2 separate regions of the Zea mays genome follow, and region 2 is linked to region 1. A link is a contact called in public Hi-C data. All regions are on one chromosome and are shown on one strand. The core of a region is the stretch at or near the end of the contact, and the rest is flanking DNA. Distances in the headings are between cores, read along the strand shown. Region 1 holds the start of LOC100273930. Region 2 holds the start of LOC542489 (cellulose synthase 3).

Evidence for each region. Hi-C and Micro-C count contacts between places; a contact is called where the count stands out from the background.
Region 2: a Hi-C map of tassel shows a contact between it and region 1, with 4 times the contacts expected there. The contact joins the promoter of LOC542489 here to the promoter of LOC100273930 in region 1. A contact is called at or near these places in 13 of 25 Hi-C or Micro-C datasets (bundle sheath, ear, endosperm and 5 more).

What each region holds. Positions count from the first base shown.
Region 1 is chr3:11,445,512-11,450,071 of Zm-B73-REFERENCE-NAM-5.0, reverse strand. It overlaps LOC100273930, which reads right to left and starts at 3,115. Exons shown (of 2, transcript NM_001148322.1): 1 at 2,456-3,115; 2 at 829-1,961. The coding sequence starts at 3,027. The coding sequence ends at 1,037.
Region 2 is chr3:11,616,690-11,620,967 of Zm-B73-REFERENCE-NAM-5.0, reverse strand. LOC542489 (cellulose synthase 3) reads right to left here and starts at 2,801. Exons shown (of 14, transcript NM_001305863.1): 1 at 2,591-2,801; 2 at 1,785-1,980; 3 at 1,430-1,620; 4 at 788-872; 5 at 511-700; 6 at 1-152. The coding sequence starts at 2,668.

The DNA.
Region 1 (4,560 bases), core at 1,866-4,365:
GTCGTTTCGCGGGCGTCCGGTGGCGCTAGCTGTGCGGCAGGGAGGATACGACGAGCGAACCGAACGTGCCCGCACACCGCTCGAGCGGGCAGCGCAGGTGCGCGTGCTATCATCGACGCGCGCTGTGGTCGCGTACGTACCGTACCCTTCCTACGCCTGGGACAATGACGGACGAGCGGCCGACCAGCCTACACACACACAGGTCCCGACGACGAGACCACGATCGATCTCATTCTCATCTCCCTACGAGCGAGCTGACACAGACAGACGTGCGGCCACCGTGTCCCGTTCTACTCCCGATGTCCCCACATGTCAATGAGAGCGCCGCAGACACGGCTTGGCAGCTAGCAGGGCTAACTGCTAAGCAAGCTGGCCAGAGACGAACGAGCCGGCAAGGCTGCATCGACCGGGGCCTCGGGGTGGGCGTGGGTGGAGGAGTGGGGCTGGGTCGTGGGTGCGTGCCGAGTGCGCCCGCGCGACCAGGTGGTGGTGGGGGCTCGCCCGGGCACACGGGGAGACGGGACAAAACGCGCGTGCGCGGGGGCGCCATGAGAGCCGGCCGACCGGCACGGCGTCCGGGGCCACGCCCGTGGCTGCCGCGCGCTGCACGCCCTACTCCGGCCATCCGCCCCGCGGCCCCCCCTTGCGTCCCGTGATTTCAGCTCGCTTCGCTTCGATCTCCCCGGCCGGCAGCGTGCCTGCCAGCGCTGATCCGGATGCTGGAACCACACGCGCTTTCCATGGCACGGCCACGGGAAGGACTCTTTTTGACAGGATCGATCCATCATGTCTGCAGAGAAAAAACTAGCACGTAAAACAAGAGAGGCTGCGGCAAATGCGAGCTTCTTTATTGGCCAGCTGAAGATACGTAGCCACGATCTCTACAGCATGCATGCAGCGAGACTGATCTCCGGTCTTCAAGGAGCGTACGCACGTACGTCGTGCTACCACTCTATGTACACTTCCGTCACCCCAAACACACGCTGCCGTACGCGCAAACGACCGAGATCTAGCTACGCCAATATCGACGTACGGCCTAGAAGTACTCGAAGCGTTCGTCGTCGGGGCGGGGGTTGTAGTTGTACGGCTCCTGCCGCTCCTTCCTGCTCATCATCAGCACCTTCTTCTGCGGCGCCAGCGCCGGCGCCGGCGCCGGCACCACCGGCGGCTTGGGCACCTCGGGAGGCCGGACGGACCTGACGAGCGCCCAGTTGACGCCCTTGAAGAAGTCGTGCCGCTTCACCTCCGCCGACCCCGTGCAGCCGCCCAGCCGCTTCTTGGGGTTCTTGGCCAGGAGCTGGGTCATGAGGTCCTGCGCGCGCAGGTGCTCGTCCCACTCCCTACCGCTGGCCGCCACGACCCGCGGGAAGGCCAGCGGCTGCTTGATGATGTTGACCAGCGTCTTCTCGTTGTCCGCGCCCTTGAACGGCGTCCGCCCGTACACCATCTCGTACATGAACACCCCCAGGGTCCACCAGTCGACGGCGCTGCCGTGGCCCTGCCCGGAGATCACCTCCGGCGCCAGGTACTCGTGCGTGCCCACGAACGACCTGGACCGCGCCGACACGGGCTCCACCACCAGCTCCGGGTTCCTGTCGCAGGGCTCGGTGCTGTCGTCCGCCTCGCCGCCGTCCCTCGCCGCCGCCGCCGCGCCCTCCTTCGCCTGATGGCACTTGTGCACGCCGTTGAACAGGCACGACAGCACCGGCTGGATCGGCGGCACGCAGGACGGCTTCCCGCTGTCCGCTCGCCCGCCACCGGCGCTGCTGCCATTCTGCGCCGGGAGGCTGTTGTGACGGAGCAGCCTCGGGACGACGTCGCACTTGAGGGAGAGGTCGAAGTCCGAGAGCATGATGTGGCCGTCGCCGCGCACCAGCACGTTCTCCGGCTTCAGGTCCCTGTACACCACCCCCATCATGTGCAGGTACTCCAGGGCTAGCACCGTCTCGGCCACATAGAACCTGCCACCGTGTATGTATCATTCGAGTTATCTTCTTTTTTTTCACAAAGATAATCACGTCTTTAATACAAAACATTGCGTTCGACAGTGATCTGGAGAGGATAAACATCGCCTGCTAGCTTGTGCATACAGATACAGCCAGCCAGCCAGCCGGCATATACATGTCGCTATACGCGCAGCTCAGATCGTCAGCTTAGCTAAAGCCCTAGTGGTTCCAACAGATATGCTTGGAAAGATTGGCACGGCGAGACAAAAAGAGCCTGCTGAAAGCTATGGCACCGATGCCCGTGAAAAGAGGATCACTAGCCTAAAGTGCCATGCTTTTACAAAAGTGACACTGAAATAAACAAAGCTTGACCCCGAAACAGAGCTCTGCTTACCAAGCCCCAGTTTCAGATGTGACGAGAACCCAAACAAAAAAAAAAACTCATGCAGCCATGCGAGAGTTTGGGAAGAAAAAAAAAATCCACAGTACAGTACAGTACAGTACAGTACCTCGCTGAGGAGATGCTGAATCGCCTGCCGGGCTGCCGCTGGCGGGCAACATGCAAGTCCCCGCCGGGGCAGAACTCCATGACGAGGCAGGCGTAGTGCGACGCCTCGAAGTCGGCGTACAATGTGGGGAGGAAGGGGTGGTCGAGCGCGCGGAGGATCTCGCGCTCCACCTCCGCGCGCCGCAGCTTCTTGCGGAACGCCAGCGCGTCCTTGTCCACCACCTTCATGGCGTACAGGCACCCCGTGGTGGACCAGGGCTCGCGCAGCTGGCAGAGGTAGACGTTCCCGAGGTCGCCGCTGCCCAGGCGCCGCACCAGGCGGAAGTGCTCCAGGCCGACGCGGCCCGCGGCGGCGCGGACGCGCCCGATGGCCTCCCACTCGGCCTGGTTCGCCTTGTGAGGCTTGTGGCGGTGGCGGCACGCCGGCGCGTCCCAGCCTCGCCCCGCCACGGAGCGCGCCGAGACCGAGCTGGCGCTGCCAATGTCGCTGATCCAGCTCCGGCGGGAGCCGCCCGGCGCCGTCAGCGAGGACCGGCTGCTGTCGTAGTCGGACTCCTCTCTGATGGTAGCCATTGATGAGGCTCCAAGACAGACAGACAGACAGACGCGCAGCGGGAGCGCGAGACCGACCCAAAGGGAAGCTAGTAGGCTTTCGTCTCTGCCTCCCAGGCAGCTAACTCCTCTGTGTTGCTATATAAGCAGGGGAGGGGGTGGACGGGACGACTGTGGCTGCCATGAGATGAGCTAATGTGTGGTCGTGTGGATAGCAGGTTTAAAAATGTTTAAAGCCGCGTAAGCCAGCTTTACACTGCAGGAGAGTATCTATTGCTATGTATATAACTATTCCCAAGGATCTAACAGGGTTTGATTCACCTTTTTCTCCACTTGCATGGATGATTACAGGCCAGAATCATTGCATCATTGGACCCCCCACAAGGGCTAGTTGGAAACTGCCTGGCTAAGTGTGTCCTCAAGGCTCAAGCTGCTAGCTGCTAGCTGCACTGCACGAGAGTAAACCCAAGCAGCAAGTATAGATGGGACGTACAAAGCGTATTGAAAGGGAAAGGGGAAAAAAAAAGAGCATGGCTGAAGAACTGGAATCGAGCGATGAAGTTTGCAAGAGTTTCCAGTGCAAGAGCATGGTGGTGACATTGCTTTTATGCCTGCATGGGGGGGTCACATGAAGAAGAACCAGCGGCAAGCCGGCTGCTAGCATTGTGATTAATAAAGAAGAGAAGAAGATAACTGCTAAAGCTTTTTTGCAGCTGAAAGGCTACACATGCACCACCCGTGCAGCAGCAATTACACAGCCACCTCCACTCCCACCTCACCTCACCTCACAGCTGCCCCGAAACCATATAAAAAGATGCCTACCCTTTCCTTCCTCTGCTGTCCTCCCACCTCCCCCTTCCTCTTTTCTTCCTCTTTTGGTACGTGTCTTTTAAGGGTTCTTCATGTGATTCCATTCAGTGGCCACGTCAACCACCCAGCCTTTCCACCCATTTCTCCCATGCCATGTCGCCTAGGCTGGTCACTTCTGCCGTCTTCTGCCTGCGTGTGTGAGTGAGGCAGCAAGGCTACAATAGCGTTAGGACATGTCTGGTTCGTGCCAACACCTGTCCACGTTGAACCATGCATGGCTGGCTTTGGTTCTTGTAGAGCAGGTATTAAAACTATATATGGTGGACACTGCATCCCCCAAATTTTTTTTACAAGGCACTGTAATTCACCACACTTACAGCTGTAATACAAATAGATAATTAGATAGAAACAAAGAATACACAGCCAGCATTGTACTTGTACTACAAAAAAGGGGCTCCAATGCCATGTCCAACACTATCAGCGAGAAATAGCGTTTCAGTCTCACCAGGCATATCATGGAGCAAACATTGCCGCCCAACCGCCTCAGATTTTCTGCCTTTTACTAGAACCTTTTTTTTTTGCGTCTGCCAGTACCAGCACAGCAGCCATACGTCATATACACCTGGTATCAGGCCAATGTATTGTACAATCCTGCATTCTCTCTCTCTCTCTCTCACACACACACACACACACATAGCCAACAAACACGCAGAGACAGTGCAGCACGGAGAAGTTACTGGGGCA
Region 2 (4,278 bases), core at 1,552-4,051, 170 kb before region 1:
ACCCATAAGCATCTTCCACTGGATGAGTTATACGATATTGAAAGAAGAAACATAGGATGATAAGCCGGAGAACAATCACGATCCGATAAAGGTTAAGCTCGTTTGGAGATATCGGAACTATGCGACTTAGAGGTAGCCGTGCATCGTCAGCCCTGCAGAAGAGCAATAAATGCAGGCAAATCAACAGCATTAGCTGAAACAGAAAGCAGTAAGCATTCCACTATTACAAAACACTAGAACAGAAGTGGCAAGAATAAAAAACTTGGTGTGTAGCAAAAATATCCACTACATTAAAACTGGTGCAGGACTCATTTGTGGAGTTTAATGGAAAGAGTATTCTCTGGCATTATAGCAAATATTGCTTGGCTTGATGTAGTCAGCAACTCAGCATGGACAACTAAAATTGTAAAATAAGACCCCAGGTGCAATGTGAATGTTTTCTATACAGAAGGATCCTGATTCAAAGAAGAAAAGACAGAGCAGACATAAGTGAAGTCGTAAGGACCATACATTTGCAGATCTTCACCATTTGAGCCAGTCCCTTCAATGTCCCCTTTCCCTTCAGCTGGATATTTATGAGTCACCTGTATCATATTTTTGTCCTGTCTAACTTTCCAGCTCTCGACTCTTTCTTTCCAGTCAACACTTCCAACTCCATAAGAATTCAAATCCTTCGAGGGGTCCACAATCCTCACAGGTACTGATATCATGGAACAAATGATTGCATTCTAGTGAATCTGCAGGGGAACTGATTACCAACACAAATATACATAACACGATAGCACACCTGGAATGCTTGGATCAACATAACTTGGTGTTGGGCTGCGAATAGAATGGCGATCAGGAGATGCATCAGGGATATCTCCAGACATCTGAAAGCAGTTGACAATGTTTCAGTGCAACAACAATACAAAATATTCTTATGGAAGCTTTCAAGTTCAATATAACGACCATCTATCTAATTCATTGGAATTATGTCAGGAAGTACAATGACCATCTAATTCAATGGAATTATAGCTGTCTTTCTGAAACAAGACGTAGGTCCCAAAAGTAGTAAGCAGTATTTGTCGAGCGTATTTATTGTTATACACTGGATGGTTGAGTGCAAAACTCTTGCAGAGGCTGGCATAAAATTCCTTTATCTAAAAAAACTTATTGTCATACATGTATCTGGTAACAGATAAGAGCACCCAGCCACCCATTTCTTGTATATGGACTTAATCATCTATAAGCAACCAAGAACACTGGGCTACAACTCCAGCAGTGAGGCAGTGAACCAGTTGGTTCCATTGAAACTTCACACTACAGGGCTAAAGCGGAAGGACAGCCTTGGATAGTACAGATAATTCTAATAAGATTACAGGACCAAAAGCTCAGCAAGAATCTGTTTGTCTGGCATCGTATAGTGGCTTTATGTATGTTGTTATACCTGCTGCCCAGTTGTCAGACGTGGAATTCTGTGATGGGGTTCATGTCGAGAAGACGAAGAGATGTCAACATCTTCCCCTTGTCCCCGCAGCTGCCACTGAGGCCCTTGGACATTGCCTTGTGTATAGTTGAATTCGTTGTCCAAATCATCAACTCCATCCTCTTCCTCATCTCCCCGAACTCGAGGGCTTCCTAAATTTGAACATGGAGATATGTGCATAAGTCATTTTCCATTAGAAAATTTAAACAGATGTGTTTGCAATATCAATTAACAGATTTCTCAAGAAGTTTGAAACTTTGATTCTTTGAACTTGTAAAGCAATGAGTAAGCTCAGTATGTCCCACAAGGAACGGACCTTTGTGCCTCTTGTATCTAGTCTTGCATTGAGGGCAGCACTGATTCCCCTCCTTACGCTCGTACTCATAGCACGGACGACACACTGGGAAGGCACATTCGTTGCACGCAACAAAGATATCGCCTGTTGCTGAGAGCCCGAGCGTGTCACCGCAGATTTGACATATTTGTTCATTCACATTCTTCAACTGCTTAGCCTGCACGCCAACAACGTAGATGTAGTCATGAAGGTGAGATTGTGACAGCAACAAACCAACAATCAGAGGTTCTATATAAGAATATCATAAAATCGAACAAGACGCAACAAATTTCCCTCATGGCCCACAGAGTTAGGAGAAATGCATACATTAATTAAGACCAAAGCTTGACGCATTAGCAGGTCAACAGCTTATTAATACCAACAAACTGTAGGATTCGAACTGTTCCTATAAAATACAGATGACAAACCCAGGCAAGTTGAATAATCCATCTCAACCAAATCCCCTCTGCATTTCCCGACAACACCGTCGCGAGCAGGTGGCGAAGAGAACAGTGAAATCAATAGAGTCGCCACTCGACCAGCACGCCGCGCCGAAAACCCCCCACAACCGCACCGAAAACCTCCTACGCTGACGCAACAGAACCTAGGCATCCCACACAACGACCGCAAGGGCCGCCAATCGGACGCTGGACCAACTCCATCCGCCCGGCGGCGCACGGGCGCACGGCAGATCGACAGGTCCCCCGGCGCAAATCAAAACGCGACGGGACGAAGCCGAGTGAGAGCGCGAGCAGGGCACCGAAGAGCGGGGGAGAGTGGGGACGCACCGCGGCTCCGTCGCCGTCGTGCCGGATCGTTACGACCCCGCCGCGGGAGCCAGCCACCATCCCCCGGTTCGCCTCCATGCCGACGCCGCCGCTATCCGCCTCCTCCCCGCAGCCCGTCTCGCCTCTCTTCACGCAGCACGCATTCCGACGCGAGTGCGCGTTAGCTGGTGGTGAGTGTCCCGACTGCTAGTGCTCTCGCTGTCGTGTCGCGTACTCGCGTCCCCCACACGCGTCGCTTTCTGCCGCGTCCCGTGGGCTAGCGCGGTGAACTGTGACGGGCTCTGCACCGTCGGATGGGAGGTGGGAGTGGGAGGTGGATGTGGGCTGTCGGATTGGGTACGGCCGTGCGGGGCGGCGGGCGTCAACGTCGTCGCCTGGACGCCGTCACCGTCCCACAGACTGTTGTTCAGTTGTTCTAGCCGTGCGCAACGGTCTGTCCATTCAGGTTACAAAATTCGAGTCAGATAATTCGGTTAAATGAAATTTAGGGTATAAATAATTGTTAACGAATTTTAGTTTCAAAAAATATTATTCGAAATTTTATATACTCAATGATTCATTTCGGATTTTACTTGATAATATCTGAAATGGACACAATCAATCATTTTAAAAGAATTTTAGTAGCATTTAAAGTAATAAATAATGGTTCCTCAAATCAAAACATGTCTGCATATCAATAATAATAAACTAGTTATTAAGTTAGCGTAAATATATATTAGTTTGTTTTAAATAATATAATTATATCGCACCGAACCACTTCATGTGTCTTTATGTTATGAATATATAAGAGAAATGATTGAGATATTTCGAGTAATTCGGATAGATCGAGTATTGGGGAACATTTCCCAAACTAAATTTGGGTTTTTACAATTACTATCCCACAATTAATTTTGTAGGTTAGGAGAGGATTCGTGATGTTGTCGTCTCGATGGTCTTGCTCTTTACACGCCTAAGAGAGTTTAGACTTGTTCAGAAATAACTCCTACATAGTATGGTGTTGAAGCCTTTCTTATTGACTCGAGTGTTACAAAGTGGAGTGTTGAACTCTCGTGCTTTGTGTAAAGTGGATGCAAGGTGGCCCCATCCCTTTATGTACTTGAGGAACATGAGACCTATTGTTACAGAGGTTTCGATGGGGTGTGTTGTTCATATTCCGGGTTGTGTAGCTCTTTTGGTACATCATGGCGAATGCATATTGCTTTGTCATCTTCAAGATGACTAGGCCAAGGGAGTGGTTAGGTCCTGCATGTGTCCAAAGCCTTGTCGTTGGGCACGTTTATAAGAGTCGTACGAGTGGTTGGCCTTGGAGTTATCTTCTTTCGCTCATGTCTTGTCTAATTCTGTTGACTTTCTTCCTTTTGAGGTGTGGTGTTGAGGAGTCCCTAGAGTACTTTATACTATATCTACCTTTGTCTTACGTTAGACGTGTACGCTGAAAGATTAGAGGATCATAAATGCACTGGCTCTATGAGTTTCCTTTCTGACTATGGAGTCATGTATGAGATGTATAGTCAGCTTGTCCGAGGTTAGGATTGACTAGTCGAGGTTAGGGCCAACTTGGTGGAGGATCTTGGTCGAGTGAACCCTAGTTGTGTTTGTTATGGTCCAGTCTAACTTGGTCGGGGTGGCCAGATCAAGTTTGGCCTAGTGGAAAATACTAGGTTATGGGGACTTTCGTTAGGTTTGCT